Regions from separate parts of the Mus musculus genome. Here region 1 is linked to region 2. The links are chromatin contacts, called in public Hi-C maps. All regions are on one chromosome and are shown on one strand. Each heading gives the region's core, a stretch centred on a gene start, on an enhancer-like site or on the middle of the called end of the contact. The rest is flanking DNA. Distances are from core to core; before and after follow the strand shown.

The links. Hi-C and Micro-C count contacts between places; a contact is called where the count stands out from the background.
Region 1: a Hi-C map of cortical neurons shows a contact between it and region 2, with 2.0 times the contacts expected there. The contact joins the enhancer-like site here to the promoter of Gpc6 in region 2. A contact is called at or near these places in 7 of 484 Hi-C or Micro-C datasets (the 3T3-L1 cell line, the N1E-115 cell line, cortical neurons and 3 more), 1 of 115 datasets of contacts at active chromatin or transcription factors (embryonic stem cells) and 2 of 9 other capture datasets (adipose tissue and liver).

The regions. Positions count from the first base shown.
Region 1 is chr14:117,037,769-117,042,857 of GRCm38.p6, forward strand. The region is part of intron 1 of Gpc6 (glypican 6); the gene reads left to right. Among named protein-coding and RNA genes, the nearest start is that of Gm41246, 47 kb to the right of the region's middle. Within about 2 kb of position 3,448, at least 2 of the 459 cell types and tissues checked have an H3K27ac peak or open chromatin away from gene starts, as enhancers often do. A contact at or near this core is called in cortical neurons, where this site is marked.
Region 2 is chr14:116,921,731-116,926,555 of GRCm38.p6, forward strand. Gpc6 (glypican 6) reads left to right here and starts at 3,567. Exons shown (of 9, transcript NM_011821.3): 1 at 3,567-4,365. The coding sequence starts at 4,206.

The DNA of each region.
Region 1 (5,089 bases), core at 2,198-4,697, 120 kb after region 2:
TGGATTTCATCAGCCAAGTCTATTTCAGGTGTTGAATAAACTATCAAAACAATAATTTGAGATAATCCTGGCTTTCATCATCTAATGCTGTGACCTGGGTGATAAGGAACCCTAGTAACCCATGACGACGAAGCAGAGTAAATCTTTCAGAGAAAAATCACTTTTTTTTTCTTACAAGTTTGTTTAAAAATTTTTTTAAAATATAATTTGGAATAGCAATGGGCCATTCCTCTTTGATTTCTTTCCATTTAACAGGTATAGAAGTTAGTCCAAACTAAATAGACAAAGTCCCCAAGGCAGTTTTGTGCCTAATGTTCTAAAGGGAGAAGAACAGAGAACAAAAATACATAGAAATAATTTAATATCAGCTACCCATAGAGCTGTTAGGGAATCTTGAACACTGCGATGGGCAGAATTAGAACACTGTCGTCCTGGGTCACACACTGTAAAGTCCCTAAGAAGGCCTCAAGGTCATGGAGCTGCATGTGGGCAAATAAGGCTCATGGGAGGGATCTGGGGCAAAGCCATGGTGTTGGAGTTATCCTTTCTTCTGGAAAGCAGAGCTCACAATATCTGGTCCCTGTCTTCTTTACCATGTTGTCCACTCATCTCTCTAGACTGCAGGCTGCAGATCCAACCACAGCAGGCTCACTCGATCAAACATTCTTTGTATTTACTTCCTTTTGACTTATTTCTGACTTGATAGACATAAGGATTTACATTAGAATTATATTTAGAGTGATTTTTATCATTTTATTCTTTCATATGCTCTCTCTCTCTCTCTCTCTCTCTCTCTCTCTCTCTCTCTCTGTGTGTGTGTTTGTATGTGTGTGTTTGTGTGTGATACACATCAGCCTTTGTATCAGGCTTTATTGTAGATATCTTACTTGTAGTCAGGTACTGAAGACCCAGATAATAGTATAAAAAGGATGTAGAGTAATCAGGCAGCACGTTTTAGCAATCTTTTTTTTTTCCTTCCATTTTTTATTAGGTATTTAGCTCATTTACATTTCCAATGCTATACCAAAAGTCCCCCATACCCGCCCACCCCCACTCCCCTACCCACCCACTCCCCCTTTTTGGCCCTGGTGTTCCCCTGTACTGGGGCATACAAAGTTTGCGTGTCCAATGGGCCTCTGTTTCCAGTGATGGCCAACTAGGCCATCTTTTGATACATATGCAGCTAGAGTCAAGAGCTCCGGGGTACTGGTTAGTTCATAATATTGTTCCACCTATAGGGTTGCAGATCCCTTTAGCTCCTTGGGTTCTTTCTCTAGCTCCTCCATTGGGAGCCCTGTGATCCATCCATTAGCTGACTGTGAGCATCCACTTCTGTGTTTGCTAGGCCCCGGCATAGTCTCACAAGAGACAGCTACACCTGGGTCCTTTCAGCAAAATCTTGCTAGGGTATGCAATGGTGTCAGCGTTTGGATGCTGATTATGGGGTGGATCCCTGGATATGGCAGACTCTACATGGTCCATCCTTTCATCTCAGCTCCAAACTTTGTCTCTGTAACTCCTTCCATGGGTGTTTTGTTCCCAATTCTAAAGAGGGGCATAGTGTCCACACTTCAGTCTTCATTCTTCTTGAGTTTCATGTGTTTAGCAAATTGTACCTTATATCTTGGGAATCCTAGGTTTGGGGCTAATATCCACTTATCAGTGAGTACATATTGTGTGAGTTTCTTTGTGAATGTGTTACCTCACTCAGGATGATGCCCTCCAGGTCCATCCATTTGGCTAGGAATTTCATAAATTCATTCTTTTTAATAGCTGAGTAGTACTCCATTGTGTAGATGTACCATATTTTCTGTATCCATTCCTCTGTTGAGGGGCATCTGGGTTCTTTCCAGCTTCTGGCTATTATAAATAAGGCTGCTATGAACATAGTGGAGCATGTGTCCTTCTTACCAGTTGGGGCATCTTCTGGATATATGCCCAGGAGAGGTATTGCTGGATCCTCCGGTAGTACTATGTCCAATTTTCTGAGGAACCGCCAGACTGATTTCCAGAGTGGTTGTACAAGCCTGCAATCCCACCAACAATGGAGGAGTGTTCCTCTTTCTCCACATCCACGCCAGCATCTGCTGTCACCTGAATTTTTGATCTTAGCCATTTTGACTGGGGCAATTGTGATAAAAACTGCATGGTACTGGTATAGAGACAGACCAGTAGACCAATGGAATAGAATTGAAGACCCAGAAATGAACCCACACACCTATGGTCACTTGATCTTCGACAAGGGAGCTAAAACCATCCAGTGGAAGAAAGACAGCATTTTCAACAATTGGTGCTGGCACAACTGGTTGTTATCATGTAGAAGAATGCGAATCGATCCATACTTATCTCCTTGTACTAAGGTCAAATCTAAGTGGATCAAGGAACTTCACATAAAACCAGAGACACTGAAACTTATAGAGGAGAAAGTGGGGAAAAGCCTTGAAGATATGGGCACAGGGGAAAAATTCCTGAACAGAACAGCAATGGCATGTGCTGTAAGATCGAGAATTGACAAATGGGACCTAATGAAACTCCAAAGTTTCTGCAAGGCAAAAGACACCGTCAATAAGACAAAAAGACCACCAACAGATTGGGAAAGGATCTTTACCTATCCTAAATCAGATAGGGGACTAATATCCAACATATATAAAGAAAGTTTTAGCAATCTTAAGGGAGGCAGAAATCACCTTCTCCTGGAAGAGCCAGCAGTTCATGTTGGGCCTTTTCAGCTTCACTCTTACATGGCAGTCTCTGCAGACCTCGAGTCCCTGTTAATGTTTCATTCTTTAGAAGGCTGGAGAAGCAATGGGCAGAAGGTGATGAAAACAACATGTCTAATATGTAGGCATGGGGCTATGCTTGCAATCACTGTTGGGACTTCAGGCAAGCCAGTGAACACCTCTGTATCTCACTTAAGCACAGAGCAAATGTTATGCCTGGATATTCATTTTGGTGGTTTCCAATGCAGTCATATAAGGTCTATCTACTCGTTGCAAAACCTTGGTAAGCACACATAGGTCTAACTGAAGAGACTTTTTAAAGCCTTCCTATCTTGCATTTAGAAAAAATATGAATTAGCCTTTATTACACAAGTCAATAATTTGTGTAGATGTGGCTTCTATTAGAGGAACCTGACTGCAGAAGGAACTTGAGAAAATCAGGGATGTTATTGTTGGTAAGATGGGAACAGTCTATTAGCCTGTTGCTGAGAGGATACCAATAGAAAGTAGATGATGAGAAAATCATTTTTGAAGGACACACTAAATGGTGCCTTGCATTTCTCTATAGCTTTGTTAAACCAGACAGATGGGTGGCTATAAACAAAATATCTTTCTATTCCCTTCTGAGACATATGCAGTGTTGTCCTTCCTTCAGCATTGCCATGGAGCTCTGTGTAATTAGCTACAGAATGTTAGCCAGCCGCCCTGCTGCATGCATCTCGGCTTCTCCCTCTGTGGTATATAACAGTACAGACGTGACATTAAGCCTACCAGACAATGGTGTTCCAACAGCATGGAACCACGCGGACCCAGCTGTTTCTACTGGTGATTCTGTCTCTCACTAGAGGAAGCTTTGGGGGTGGATGTAATGAATGGACAGAATTCTGCTTACTTTTAATGAACCCCAAGTTAATGTTTTAGTCCCTTTCGGTCCATTTAAATGCAAAGGAATACATTCCAGATTATACTGAAATAAAGACACCAAAACACAACCTCTTCTCACTGTGAGCCTCTGCTTGCAGAATTAATAGCCTCTTAGTAGGGAGTGCTTGACATCTTTGTTAAACTCTAAACATGGAATTATTCAGAGGCCAGTTTACATTAGCTTTTATTTTGGCATTTTCTTCTCCTGGTAACTAAAATACAAACAAACTAAGAAAGAAAATGAGTGATAATTTACATACACCACCATCCTCAAGAAATAGCACAGGAAGCCCTGTGAGATGGATGTGTGTGTGTTGAACCTGTGAGACTCTCACCATCTATTTTTCTCAAATTGGTGTGTCATCTTTCATAATAATCAGGACCAAAAATGCAGTTAGAATGATAGAGAATCGGTGATCAAAAAGTGAGTTGCTCCATTTGTGGAATGTCACTCATGGGTTTGTGGTCAAGGTGGGACACCTGGTGTAGGAGAACCCATTAGTGTCCTTGTCCCCAGAGAAGATAATTTCTCCCACTCTCAATATTCCTTAGTTGCCTATAGTTCCTTATATGGGTTCGATCGAGGCATCCTAGACTCTCTTCTTCTTTATGAATAGTCATGTCACAGTAATTAATGAGAAACAGAGGACATGAATGAAAGAAGCAGGGAAAGATATATGGGAGGGCTTAGAGAGGACAAAGCCCGGGATAGGGGGAGATGGACAAATGATGTAATTATTGTCTCAAATGAAAAAGTAGGCTGGAGGAACAATTATAATTCCATAGTTAAGTCTGTGGCCAGTTTCCTGTGTTTCTCATTACATGGTATTAAGCAAATAAAACATTTGTCTTTATTCTCTATTCATTTATTTATTTTTTTTAAATATAACCCAAGGACAACTCAGAACCATTCATATTTTGTAGAACAGAATTTAGCAATTGAATGAGCATCTAAAAGTCCAAGATATGTCCTGTGACTTCAGGATACCTCAGGTACAATTGCCACCCACAGGAAGCTTTTACTCTGGTGACCTAATGAAGAAGGTGGAATTGAGGTTGCTACCAGAACCCCTTAGGACAGCCTAATAAAACTCAGAAATCAATGCCCTTAAAGATCTCTGTACTGGTTTCAGTAAAAACTCAGGCATTTGGAACATGGGAGTTGAGCTAGAAAATCTCTACAGTGCATCTGTTTATCCCAATCGATTCTTTGTCTTGGGATATTTTGGGATTATAGGGTAGATGTGAGAAGAAAACTGACCTTAAGAAGCCTGGCCAAGAACATTTTCTGTGATCAATTAATTTTACAGTTGTGCAACAAGAGAAGATAACAAGAACATGGCCATTTATGAAACTGCTACTTAAGGAGTTTATCTGAAATCATGTTCTAATACTGGAAGTCAGTTCTCCACGTTCATGTTTTGAATGGTAATACATAAATAGCC
Region 2 (4,825 bases), core at 2,317-4,816:
GGAAAACGGCAGAAAAACCAAACACTAGTATTCCTAAACTGCAGGGTACTTATTGATTATGTAATAAGAGGTCCAGCGTCGGATTGGTGACTCAGATTGAAAAGCAGGAGCTTTGAGCATCTCCGCCCTTCTTCTCTGTTACCTCTGTGAGCAAGGCTGTGCTTCCCGTTCACATTTCAACCACCTAACTCTAAGGAGGCAAGAGGTGAGGGAAAAGACACACACACACACACACACACACACACACACACACACACACACACATATACACACACACATTAGTGTTACTATTACCGTGATGAAACACTGTAACGCTGTGACTAAAAGCAACTTGGGGAGGAAGTTTTTTCATTCCTGAAAGCATATGGGACAGGAACTGAAACAGGACAGGAACCTGGAGGCCGAAGATGATGCCGTGGACAAGGAACGGTTTTGTTCCCTGGCTTGCTTCCTAAGACTTGCTCAACAGTCTTTCTTAATGAACCCAGGACCAAGAGCCTGGCTATGGCACCATCCACAATGGTCTGGACCCTCTCCTATCAACCAGTAACAATGAAAAGGCCCTACAGGCTTGCCTACAGCCCCATCTTATGGAAGCATTTTCTCATTTGAAGTTCATTCCACTCAGATGATTAGCCTGTGTCAAGTTAACATAAAACTATCCAGCATGTTTTGTGTGTGTGTGTGTGTGTGTGTGTGTGTACATGCTTAAAGGGGGGGGGGGGGCCTGGATTCCATGGAGCTAGAGTTCCAGGTGGTTGTGATTCACTGGTTCATCTGATATGAGTGCTGAAACTAAGCTTGGATCTCTGAAAATTCAGTAAGCTCTCTCAAATAGTGAGCCATCTTCCTATATTTATCTTGCTTTTCAATCAGGAAAATATTTCTCAGAAATCTCATCTTAAATCACTTTAGTCAGAAATGGTTCCTCCACCCCCGCTCTACAGTATTTAATTGGACAGAAGAAGGATGGCCTGCAGTGACTTAGGTCAAAAGAGATTCTTTCCTTGGGCTGGACATGTTTCGCAAACACATTTCTCAGGGTGATTGACGGAGGATGCCTGATTGGCCTGCCACCCCTGGTTGCTGAAGACCAAGTTGTCTCACTAAGACTCAAAGTCTCTAAAGTTCTGTTTATATTTTGACCCCAAGGATTCTAAAAAACATCTGGGCTTAGAAAATGGATCGGAAACAGGAGTCTTAGTGGCCATAATCTGCGTTTCCAACAAGACCCGATGCCGGCATTTCAATAATCTTTTTTTTTTTTTTTTTTTTTTTTTGTCTATTGAACCAAACATTATATCATACAAATCCAGTCTTCAAAGCTTATCTTCACACACATTCTTCCCATTTCCCATCTCTCTAGCTTAAGCCTCAAATACCTAAAACTGGCACAATGATTCCAGTGTACCTTCTAGCCGCCTACTAAATCTCCTTTCTCTGTTTGCTTCCTCTGAATAATATTCTTCCATCTTCCTTTTCCTTACTCTGCCTGGTATAGACGTGGCAGCTGTCATTCAAGACCTTGGTCAACAGGTTTACCTAAGTCATAGATACTCTCTTATTCTCAACGGATTTCTATCACATCCCCTTCCCATTGCCATGCCTCATCAAGCTGTGGCCTCAGGTAGAATCCTGGCCTCATTCCTTTAACACCACTTCGAACAATGCCGTATTACACAATATGTGGGCTAGGCAAATGACCTAAGTCCTTGCTCTGACTAAAGTTCACAAAACAGCCCCAAACTTGTTGACCCTTCCAGTAGAATTAAGCTCATCTCTTTATGCTTGCTGAATCTGGTAATATTCTGTGTGTTAGCCTTCTTACAAGTCTACAGTGGCAACAGCTACTGACTTATAGGAGTATGGAGTGCTCGTCAAATATAAGAGGATTAGCCAAACTTCAGGTAATCATCATGACCCACCTCACTCAATGGCCTTTTTGATGCATATGTGTTTGCCAGTGTACACAACCTTTGGTGTGTGCTCAGAATTGCTATCTACCTTCTTGAAAGTGTGTGTGTGTGCGTGTGTGTGTGTGTGTGTGTGTGTGTGTGTGTGTGTGTGTGTGTGTATGTGTTTCCAGAGGCCAGAGGGGTCAGATATCTCTGGAACTGGAATTACAGGAGTTTGTTTGTGAGCCATATTGTTGGGGAGCTGAGAATCAAACTCTTGTCCTCTCAAGAACAACATGTGATCTTAACTGCTGAGCCATCTATCCCTTCAGCCCCCTGACTACCTCCTTGGAGACTGACTGCAAATGGCTTAAAGCTCCTCAACTAGACTAGACTTCTTTCTGTTCCCTGAGCGCTAGCATTTTGTATGAACTTTTGAAGATGCGACAAGCAAGCACTCTATCACTCTATAAGGAGGATGACGGGCTAAAGAGGAGTTCTTGGAAAAGAAGATGTGCTGAACAATTCCGACAGTAACGAAGGTGCCTAGGATAGAGGCAAATGCAAGGATTTAGGCTCCAGGAGTCGCTCTGGTCACCAGTCATCAGGAAACCAGCATCCTGCAGATTTATACTTCAGTACTACAGAACTAGGCCTGACCCTGTACTGACTTCTCAGGAACTGGGAGACCAGTGTCCACAAGGCCTCACTACTGGATAGCATTTCTTTTCTTCTTTTTCTGATTGGTTAGTTTCAGGAGCTGTGGGTTTCAGGGCAGACTTAAGTATATTTGATCTCTGTGCTCATTAGCGTGAAGAAAGGCTCAGGAAGTTGGTTAAACCCGAATTTTCACTTGCATCCCATTTCACAGACTTCTGAGAACTTGGGAGAAAATGTTAAGGTTATAGTGTTTGAGAGAATCTGATGAGAGAAGATTACAACACCTTGTCCCTCCTGGGGTCCTGTTTCTTGCATGGCCAGCAGCCATTGTTTTATCTTCACATGCCCTAAGCCTAGTGATTTAAGAATCCAGTGTTTTGTAGGTGGAACCTCTCTCTCTCTCTCTCTCTCTCTCTCTCTCTCTCTCTCTCTCTCTCTCTCCTTCCCTCTTTGTGTGTATGTGTGTGTGTGTGTGTGTGTGTGAGAGAGAGAGAGAGAGAGAGAGAGAGAGAGCCGACAGGAGAGGAGTAAAGACCTATGGCCCTCTATCTGTTCTTAGGAAAAAACAAAACAAAACAAAACATTAAGATGAGCCGAAAGCAGCTACCACCTAGAGAGGTGGCTTTGGCCCCGTTCCTAGGTTTCTTTTCTGCTCATTTCTTCCCTGGCTTTGTGTTAGGTACACTGGGGCAAGAGCAACAATTGGAAATGCAATATTCTTTATCTCCAGAAAAATATAGCGTGATAACATTTACTCTCCTCAAACACTTTGTCTTTTTTGGTGGTTTGTTTATATCAGGAAAGGGAACATCTCGGAAGTGTGTGGAGGCCATAAAGTGATTGAGAAAATAGGGACCTTTTGCTGGTAATCTTTCCCCTCCTGCCTAGTGGCTCGCGATCCATTCCAGGTTTTGCGGCCGACTCTGCCTCTGAATTTCGGCTGTGCACTGGGTAGCACGTTTCTCCCTCTCTCCCTCCCCTCCTTTCTCCTTCCCTCTTGCCTCCTGTGTCAGTCTCCAGGATTTTCTCTCTTCCCATTTCAAGAAGACTCTCACTGGCTCCCTCAGTCTATGTGAAGCTGAGGTTTCCCCTCGATCCCGTACATCTCCATCACATACCTCCACGCACACACCTCCCCGAGAGCCCCGCGTTCACACCCACAAACACGCGCGCTCACACTCGCGCCGGCCTGTCCATCTCCCTCGGGGTGGGGGGAGCCGGCGCGCGGTCCCACCTTCGTCGCGCACACTGGATAGGCGAGCTCGCAGCGCTCCACGACTCTGCGGCTCGGAACTCGGACCGCAGGGCTGAACACCCCTACTGTGGTGTTTAAAAAAAAAAAAAGACATTTCTTTGCCTTTTCCTCTTTTCTCCTCTTTCTCCAACGATTTTCTACCGGAGTGGCTAGCGGAGCCGGCAGCCTTCCCAAGGCAGCCCTGGTTGGCTTGCCATCCTCCATCTGGCTTATAAAAGTTTGCTGAGTGCAGTCCAGAGGTCTGCGCGGCTCGTCCCCTCGGCTGGCGGAAGGGGGTGACGCTGGGCAGCGGCTAAGGAGCGCGCCGCAGGCTCTGGCGGGCTTTCGGCTCGAGGGGCAAGGTGAAGAGCGCACAGGGAGCTGGGGGCTGCCGAGGTGGACTTGCATGTTGCACCATGCCTTCTTGGATCCGGGCTGTGATTCTTCCTCTCTCCGGGCTGCTGCTGACCCTCCCGGCCGCGGCGGACGTGAAGGCTCGGAGCTGCAGCGAGGTCCGTCAGGCTTACGGTGCCAAGGGATTCAGCCTGGCGGACATCCCCTACCAGGAGATCGCAGGTAAGCGTGGGCCCCGGGCCCGCTGCAGCCCCGAGAGGCGGCGGGGCGCCCTCTCCCTACCCCCTGTTGCTCAGTTGGTGCTCACTTTCTGCGGGTACCTCCCAGGGACCCCGCGTCCCTGCATCCAGGCGGCGGAGGCTGATCCCGTTTTTCGGGCGGGAGGAAGGTGTGCGTGCCCGCCGCCTCATTGTGTGCACACGCGGGAGCACCCTCGTCCCTCGCCCCTCTCTCCCTGCATTTGCTCCCGCGCCCTGCTACCTCCGTGGCTGGCCTAGAGCCTGGCCCGGCCGCTGGAGCAAAGGACGGTGGAGTGAGGACGGCTAGCGGAGGCAGAAAGCGGAGCCGGGCGCCCATAGCATCCCCCTCGCTGGGGCAAACTTGGGAGAACTGCGGCCGCAGTTTGCTCAGCGCCACCGTCTGAGTGGCGCCTTCTCCACTCCCGCCTTCGCGCCGGCGGGGG